2 separate regions of the Oryctolagus cuniculus genome follow, and region 2 is linked to region 1. The links are chromatin contacts, called in public Hi-C maps. All regions are on one chromosome and are shown on one strand. The core of a region is the stretch at or near the end of the contact, and the rest is flanking DNA. Distances in the headings are between cores, read along the strand shown.

Region 1 (3,699 bases), core at 791-3,290:
TTGCCGTTGGTTCACCCTCCAATGGCTGCTGCGGCCGGCGCGCTGCGGCCGGCGCACCGCGCTGATCCGCTGGCAGGAGCCAGGAGCCAGGTGCTTTTCCTGGTCTCCCATGGGGTGCAGGGCCCAAGCACCTGGGCCATCCTCCACTGCACTCCCTGGCCACAGCAGAGGGCTGGCCTGGAAGAGGGGCAACCGGGACAGAATCCGGCGCCCCGACCGGGACTAGAACCCGGTGTGCCGGTGCCGCTAGGCGGAGGATTAGCCTAGTGAGCCACAGCGCCGGCCGCATTGTATTGTTTTCTAACATTTTAAACAAACCATTGAAAAGCTTGTTTTGAGCTGTTAAACATGTTACTCGTTACTTGGCCATGATCCTGAAGACTTCAAAAAAGAACGCTGTTTTGGGGTCCAACCTTTCATTCTTTTTCATAAGAAAAACATATTGAACTTATTGGTGTTTTGAGCGAAAAGTAAGTGTGCTTTTAAAACTGTGTACTGTTTTAATATCACGAGCATCCTTTATAACACTGTCTCGCGTGGTGGTAGGAAAATAGGAAGCTTAACGAGGTGTATTCCTCTGTCCCCTCCGCCCCCCGACCCTGCTGCCGCTTTCTTATTTTCTAAATCTCGTTCTGTTTCCTCACTTGCCTGCAGTACTGCGACAAGGATTGGCCTTCAGTCAGATCTATCGATTTTCCTTGTCTGATGGCACTCTTGTTGCTGCGCAAACGAAGAGCAAACTCATCCGTTCTCAGACCACTAATGAACCTCAGCTCGTGATATCTTTACATATGCTTCACAGGTAATCTTAGTTGTAAGACATCGTTGCCCCTTGCCAAGTTCAGAGGAAATGTGACAAAAGCAGCAAATCACTGCAGAGCTGTTCAGGTGTGTTAGATGTTTCTGTTCCTTAGTGCTAGTAATACAAGACGTAAAATTACATTGTTATTAACTGTTGGCTACCGGACAGCTTAGTAGTCTGGCAAAGTAGAGCTATTCTTTGAGTTGTAGTCTTCCCTCTGCTGGACTTAAAAACCCAGCTGGGAGAATGCTCTGTCACGACTCATCAACCCCGTGGTTGACAGACGCAGGGCAGGGATGCTGAAGCCACTAGTCCCGTTTCTGCTCCATGACGTGTGAATCTAAAGCTTGCAAACATGGATACTTAGGGAGAGTCTCTTCAGTATTTTGTTCTCGGATCTAAATTAACTTCTTGACGGACTCTGAAGTGAAGCGTGATAAACATTTCCATATAAAAAGTAAAGAAAGCTGAATTTGATTTCACAGTAAATGTCATAAAGCCATATTGTTTGAGAGCACACATTTAGGAAAATGATTAAATTGCAAGTCATATGAGTGTTTTATGCTTTGTAAAACTTTATGAAATGCTATCAGAAGATACATAAATTTGCTCTGGATAGAGAGTTTCGTTTTATTACGTTTCTCAATTATTTACTCTCTTATTTAGGACTGAAAAGTCAGGCAAGCCTCTTTGCAAATTTGTTAGTAAATCTGACCTCCAGCTGAAACAATGGGAAAGTGATTGCACATGTGGCAGAGTTCACCCACCTAACTGAACGCTGGTGTTTGGCAATCTGTGAAACGTGTTTTGTTTGGGTTTGTGAACACCCTTAGTAACTCAAAAGTGACTCCCAAGGCTGCACACGAAAGCCTGCGGGGCTTGGGAAATCATCTTGCTCAGAAGACCTGCTTGTTAGCCACTAGAGAGGGGACTGGTCGGGGTTTTTTAGAAGTAGGGGATAGCTCGCAGGCTAGGGTCGTGCGCGAGCTGCCTCCCGTGTTGCGGTCTCCAAGTCCGCAGCTCTGACGGGCGGGGGATGGGAGGTGAGCGGAAATGCGTTTGACAAGCACTGGTGGCTCTGGACCTGGCCGTGCTTCTCCAAGAGGGGCAGGCGGGGCACGGAGTGCTCGCCAGAGCTCACGGAGCTGCCTGTGAACAGCGATTTGAGACGGCTGTGTGTGTTTCAGTGGTTTCTCTGCCACGGCAGGATCTCAGACTATGGGCTGGGAGCCCCTCTCTTGTCGCGTCTAGGTACTGCAGTTTCAGTAGGGCAGGAGTCGGCCTGCAGCACCCGCCCTCCGCGAAACCACAGCCGAGGTAAATGAGCTGCCTGCACACTGTGCGTGCTCAGTCTCGTCCATCATTACAGATGGTTTCATCAGAGTATGGGCTCTCCTTTAAACGTAGTCCTTTCCTTTAAAGAAGAGAGGCCATCTTGCTGTTGAAGACTTTGTAACAAGTTGCTGAGAGTTTTTCTTTTCTCTTATATTTCTTTCTCTCCTCATTATCCAGAGAGCAGAATGTGTGTGTCATGAATCCGGACCTGACTGGACAAGCGATGGGGAAGCCATTGAATCCAATTAGCTCTAGCAGCCCTGCCCATCAGGCCATGTGCAGTGGGAACCCAGGTCAGGACATGACCCTCAGTAGCAATATAAATTTCCCCATAAATGGCCCAAAGGAACCAATGGGCATGTCTCTGGGCAGGTTTGGTGGTTCTGGGGGCATGAACCATGTGTCAGGCATGCAAGCAACCACTCCTCAGGGTAGTAACTATGCACTTAAAATGAGCAGTCCCTCACAGAGCAGCCCTGGCATGAACCCAGGACAGCCCACCTCCATGCTTTCACCAAGGCATCGCATGAGCCCCGGAGTGGCTGGCAGTCCTCGAATCCCCCCCAGTCAGTTTTCCCCCGCAGGAAGCTTGCATTCCCCCGTGGGAGTTTGCAGCAGCACAGGAAATAGCCATAGTTATACCAACAGTTCCCTCAATGCACTTCAGGCCCTCAGCGAGGGGCACGGGGTTTCACTGGGGTCATCGTTGGCTTCGCCGGACCTAAAAATGGGCAATTTGCAAAACTCCCCAGTTAATATGAATCCTCCCCCACTCAGCAAGATGGGAAGCTTGGACTCCAAAGACTGTTTTGGACTTTATGGGGAGCCATCTGAAGGTACAACTGGACAAGCCGAGAGCAGCTGCCACCCCGGAGAGCAAAAGGACACGAGCGATCCCGGCATGGGCCAGGCCGTGAGCAGCGAACGAGCTGACGGACAGAACAGGCCGCATGACAGCAAAGGGCAGACCAAACTCCTCCAGCTGCTGACCACCAAGTCTGATCAGATGGAGCCCTCGCCCTTATCCAGCTCTTTATCGGACACAAACAAGGACTCCGCAGGCAGTTTGCCTGGCTCTGGGTCAACCCATGGGACCTCGCTCAAGGAGAAGCATAAAATTTTGCACAGACTCTTGCAGGACAGCAGCTCCCCTGTGGACTTGGCCAAATTAACGGCAGAAGCCACAGGCAAAGAGCTGAGCCAGGAGTCCAGCGGCACAGCTCCTGGGTCGGAAGTAACTGTGAAGCAAGAGCCGGTGAGCCCCAAGAAGAAAGAGAATGCACTACTTCGTTACTTGCTAGACAAAGATGATACTAAAGATATTGGTTTACCAGAAATAACCCCCAAACTTGAGCGGCTGGACAGTAAGACAGACCCTGCCAGTAACACAAAGCTAATAGCTATGAAAACTGAGAAGGAGGAGCTGAGCTTTGAGCCCAGTGACCAGGTAAGTCTGTAATGTCTTCTCCTGGATCTTTCTCCCCCAGAGGTTTTTCCCCACGGGGCAATTGTGGGACCTCCGCTGACTAGGGAGAAATGAGCGTTTTCTAGGGCGGTTCTTC
Region 2 (3,938 bases), core at 37-2,536, 540 kb before region 1:
TCTTTTAAAAGAAAAAACACGGAGGATGGGGGTGGGCATCTGACCTAGCACTTAGGACTCCCACTGGCGGAACTCATTGGAGAGCCTGGTTTCGGGAGGTGGAGTTCTGGCTCTGCTCCCGACTCCAGCTTTCTGCTGATGCGCACCCTAGGAGGCAGCAATGATGACTCAAATAGTTGGGATCTCCACCATTCACACAGGAGATCTGGATCAAGTTCAAGGCTCCTGGTGTGACCCCTAACCCAGGGCCCATTGCAGGCATTTGAAGAGTGAACCAGTGGATGGGAACATGTGCACAAATAACTAAACAATTAAAAAAAAAAAAAAAAGAGTGGGTTATCGCTTTTGGCTAAGATCAAGTGTAAAAAAGAATGGGTTGGGATAGTGGATAAATTACACACCTCTTTTGGGATAGTTTTTGAGGTATTATAATTATAATATTTAAATATATATAAATAATAAATATTTAAATATAAATATTATATTTATGACATATAATTGTCAGAAATAGAAGGGCTTGATCACAGGATCTTTGTGTTTCCTTTCAGGTAACTTATAACTTAACTTTGTAAAGGGGAAGCAATAGTCAATACTGGGTTAGTTAATATTTTGCCCATTAGAAAAAAAGTCTCAACACAGACAAGTCCATCTTGGTCATAAAACTCCACAAAACCAGCCCGTTTCTCTGGGCAGCTGGGCACATGGGAAGGGAGAGGCAAGCGCCCTGATCTCCCCACGCAGAGGCCAGAGCTGATGCAAGGCAGACAGACACAAGACACCGTCACCTGGGCAAGTCTCCCAGTCTCCATTTTCCATTTATAAAATGGACACGAAAATAGTGCCTACCTCATCGTGTGTGTGAAAGGCACTTAGCACGCCACTCCGTGCTTGGTAAATATCAGTTAGTCCTGGTTACTATAAAAAAAACCAACCAGGCTACTCCTCACACGTAAACGCCCGGTGCCACCTGAAAACCTGACAGGAAAGCTTTTCTGGGACTTAGTACTCACATTAAGTAACTACCACACCTGCCTGCCCCGTGCGCCACCACGGGACTTCCCAGGTTGAAAAACGTCTCTCATCCACCCGGATGCACTCGCCTGCCTTGGCACGAACTCCTGGCAAGGAGCTCCTGGCGAGGTACCAGGATCTTTGACACCCCCAGACCCCTGCCTAGCCCCCCGCCGCCTCAGGCCACGCGCTAGCGAACGCCCTCCCGCCGCCGCCGCCGTCGGCGCAAGCGCGCGGCCCGAATCCCCGCCTCCGACTTGCGCGACGTCACGTGACGCTTGGCCCCGCCCACTGCTGAGCTGCCCATCTGTGCCTTCTCGGCTTCCTCAGCGTAGCGTGAACGCTGCCCCGGCCGGCCCGTCCGCCCGCCAGGCCTGTTCGGCGCTCGGGTTGCCGAGTAGGCGACGTGCCGGTGGGCTTGGTGTGGCGGAGATGTCTGCCACTCTGCAGCGCATTGAGCGGCTGTCCAGCCGGGTGGTACGCGTGTTGGGCTGTAACCCGGGTCCCATGACCCTGCAAGGCACTAACACCTACCTGGTGGGGACCGGCTCCAGGTAAACGTCTCCCCTCTTCCCCCAACACACACACCCGCTCGCAGCACCTGCGAGAACCGCAGCTGCCACTGCGGCGTGCGCCCGGCGTCCTGGCGCCAGCCCGGCAAACCAACCACTGGATGCCCAGGCCCAGTTCCCGGGACGCCGCCGCCAAGTAACTGCCACCGGGATGGCAACTTAGAAATCACTAAAAAGAAGGAAAATTTCACTTCCTGCTTTTGAAACCCGGTTTTCTTTGCTTGATGTCTGGTGCTGGAGTAACCATGTTTAAACTGTTGAGAATTTAAGATCCCCTGGACTTAAGCATTCCAGAAAGCGTTAACAATGTCTTGCTTAACTGGCTTCTTGGTGTTTTGCCTGGAGTGTAACTTCCCTTCCCAGCCTCCGTTCAAGGTGCTGAGGGCATTTCCTTAACTAAGCAGCAGAGGGCAGGTTTTTCTTGCTTTCAGATTGCTTGAGGCCCTGAAACCAGAGGCTCTGACGGTAGTCAACAAATTTTTTGCTGATTTGTTTCAATTGTATGTGACCTTGTTTGGGTTGTTTTGAAGAGGGGAGACATCTCTGTTTCTAAGGAGATATTTTTCTTTTATTCAGTTGCATTGTTAATGAAATTATGCAGACGTGGGGAGGTATGTTTCACTGCAGAGTAGTAGGGTACCTCAAAAAGTTTGCAGATAGGACTGGTGTTGTGGCCTAGAGAATTAAGCTGGGCTTATAATGCTGGCATCCCATATGGGCACCAATTGGAGTCCTGGCAGCTCCACTTTGGTTCCAGCTCACTGCGACTGGCCTGGGAAACAGTGGAAGATGGCCAAAGTACTTGGGCCCCAGGTGGGGGCTGGTTCGAGTCCAGACTGTTCCACTTCCAATCCAGTTTCCTGCTAATGGCCAGGGAAAGCAGTGGAAGATGGCCCAAGTGCTTGGGCCCCTGCACTCATTGGGAGACCTGAAAGAAGTTTCTGGCTCCTGGGGCCAACTGGGGAGTGAGCCAGATCTGTGTATGTGTGTGTGTGTCTGTGTGTGTACACGCATGTGTCTCCCTCTCTGAACCTTTCAAATAAACACATTTTGGAAAAAAAATTCCAGAAAAATTGAATTAAAAGATTTATTTTGATGAAAGAAATTGTAAAATTCATGCATAGTTTTTTCATGATAAGCATTTTCCACAGACTATTTACTTGAAAGGCAGAGTTAGAGAGATGGAGAGACAGAGATCTTCCATCCACTGCTCAATTCCCCATATGGCTGCAACCACCTGGGCTGGCCCATGCCGAAGCCAGGAGCTTCTTCCGGGTCTCCCATATGAGTGCAGGAGCCCAAGGACTTGGCGCCATCCTCCAGTACTTTCCCAGGCCATTAACAAGGAGCTGGATCAGAAGTGGAGCAGCACCCATGTAAGATGCCGGCATCATAAGTGGTGGCCTAATCTGCTAAGCCACAGTGCCGGACCTGAGGATCCTTTGTATTGAGCAACAACTGTATACTAGATGATCCAAAATTAAAAGATATAGAGTAGAGTTCCCAATATGAGCAAGTTCCACATCCTTGGATTTAACCAAGCATGGTTGGAAAATATTCAGAAAAAAAGTTGTGTCTGTACTGAACATTCACAGACCTTTTTTCTTGTCATTAATTCCCGAAGCAATACTGTGCAACACCTATTTATGTTGTAACAGCGTTAGTTATTTTAAATAGTTTAAAGTGATTTAAGGTCTATGGGAGGTTGTGTGTAGATAAAATGCAAATACTACACCATTCTCAATAAGGAACTTGAGCACCTGAGGATTGGGGTACCTGGAGTGGTTCCTGGAACCAATCCCCCGTGGTCACCAAGGGACAGTAGTTCCTATTAAGCAGTGAATTTAGTGGTGCAGTCTGGCTGTGACAACTAATAAAATATAGCTGATTACCTCAAATGTAAGTGTAATTTGCTGGGTTTTCATTTGAAGTATAAACTATATTCACCTTTTTCCAGTAAATAATTTTAGAAGCAGCGGAGTAAAAGTTCTGTATGCCAGGTAGGCAAAAGGTTAAGAACAGAGTAAATAAGGCAGGGTCAGTTAGGTACATGAACTTTTAGGCTGCTTCCAGAATCTAGCAGGATAGAAAATTAAGCAGAAAACAATACCAGCTGGCACCGCCGCTCACTAGGCTAATCCTCCACCTGTGGTGCTGGTACCCCAGGTTCTAGTCCCAGTTGGGGCGCCAGATTCTGTCCCAGTTGCTCCTCTTCCAGGCCAGCTCTCTGCTGTGGCCCGGGAAGGCAGTGGAGGATGGCCCAAGTGCTTGGGCCCTGTACCTGCATGGGAGACCAGGAGGAAGTGCCTGGCTTCTGGCTTTGAATCGGTGCAGTGTGCCAGCTGTGGCGGCCAT

Evidence for each region. A called contact is a pair of places that touch in the nucleus more often than the background predicts.
Region 2: a contact with region 1 is called in a Hi-C map of embryonic fibroblasts, with 4 times the contacts expected there. The contact joins the promoter of LACTB2 here to the enhancer-like site in region 1. A contact is called at or near these places in 4 of 6 Hi-C or Micro-C datasets (ear pinna, embryonic fibroblasts, psoas muscle and 1 more).

What each region holds. Positions count from the first base shown.
Region 1 is chr6:95,846,667-95,850,365 of mOryCun1.1, reverse strand. It overlaps NCOA2 (nuclear receptor coactivator 2), which reads left to right. Exons shown (of 24, transcript XM_070075149.1): 11 at 655-802; 12 at 2,315-3,584. Among named protein-coding and RNA genes, the nearest start is that of PRDM14, 69 kb to the right of the region's middle. Within about 2 kb of position 2,040, at least 3 of the 8 cell types and tissues checked have an H3K27ac peak or open chromatin away from gene starts, as enhancers often do.
Region 2 is chr6:96,384,921-96,388,858 of mOryCun1.1, reverse strand. LACTB2 (lactamase beta 2) reads left to right here and starts at 1,286. Exons shown (of 7, transcript XM_002710464.5): 1 at 1,286-1,565. The coding sequence starts at 1,444. It overlaps XKR9 (XK related 9), which reads right to left and starts at 1,259. Exons shown (of 5, transcript XM_002710465.5): 1 at 1,011-1,259.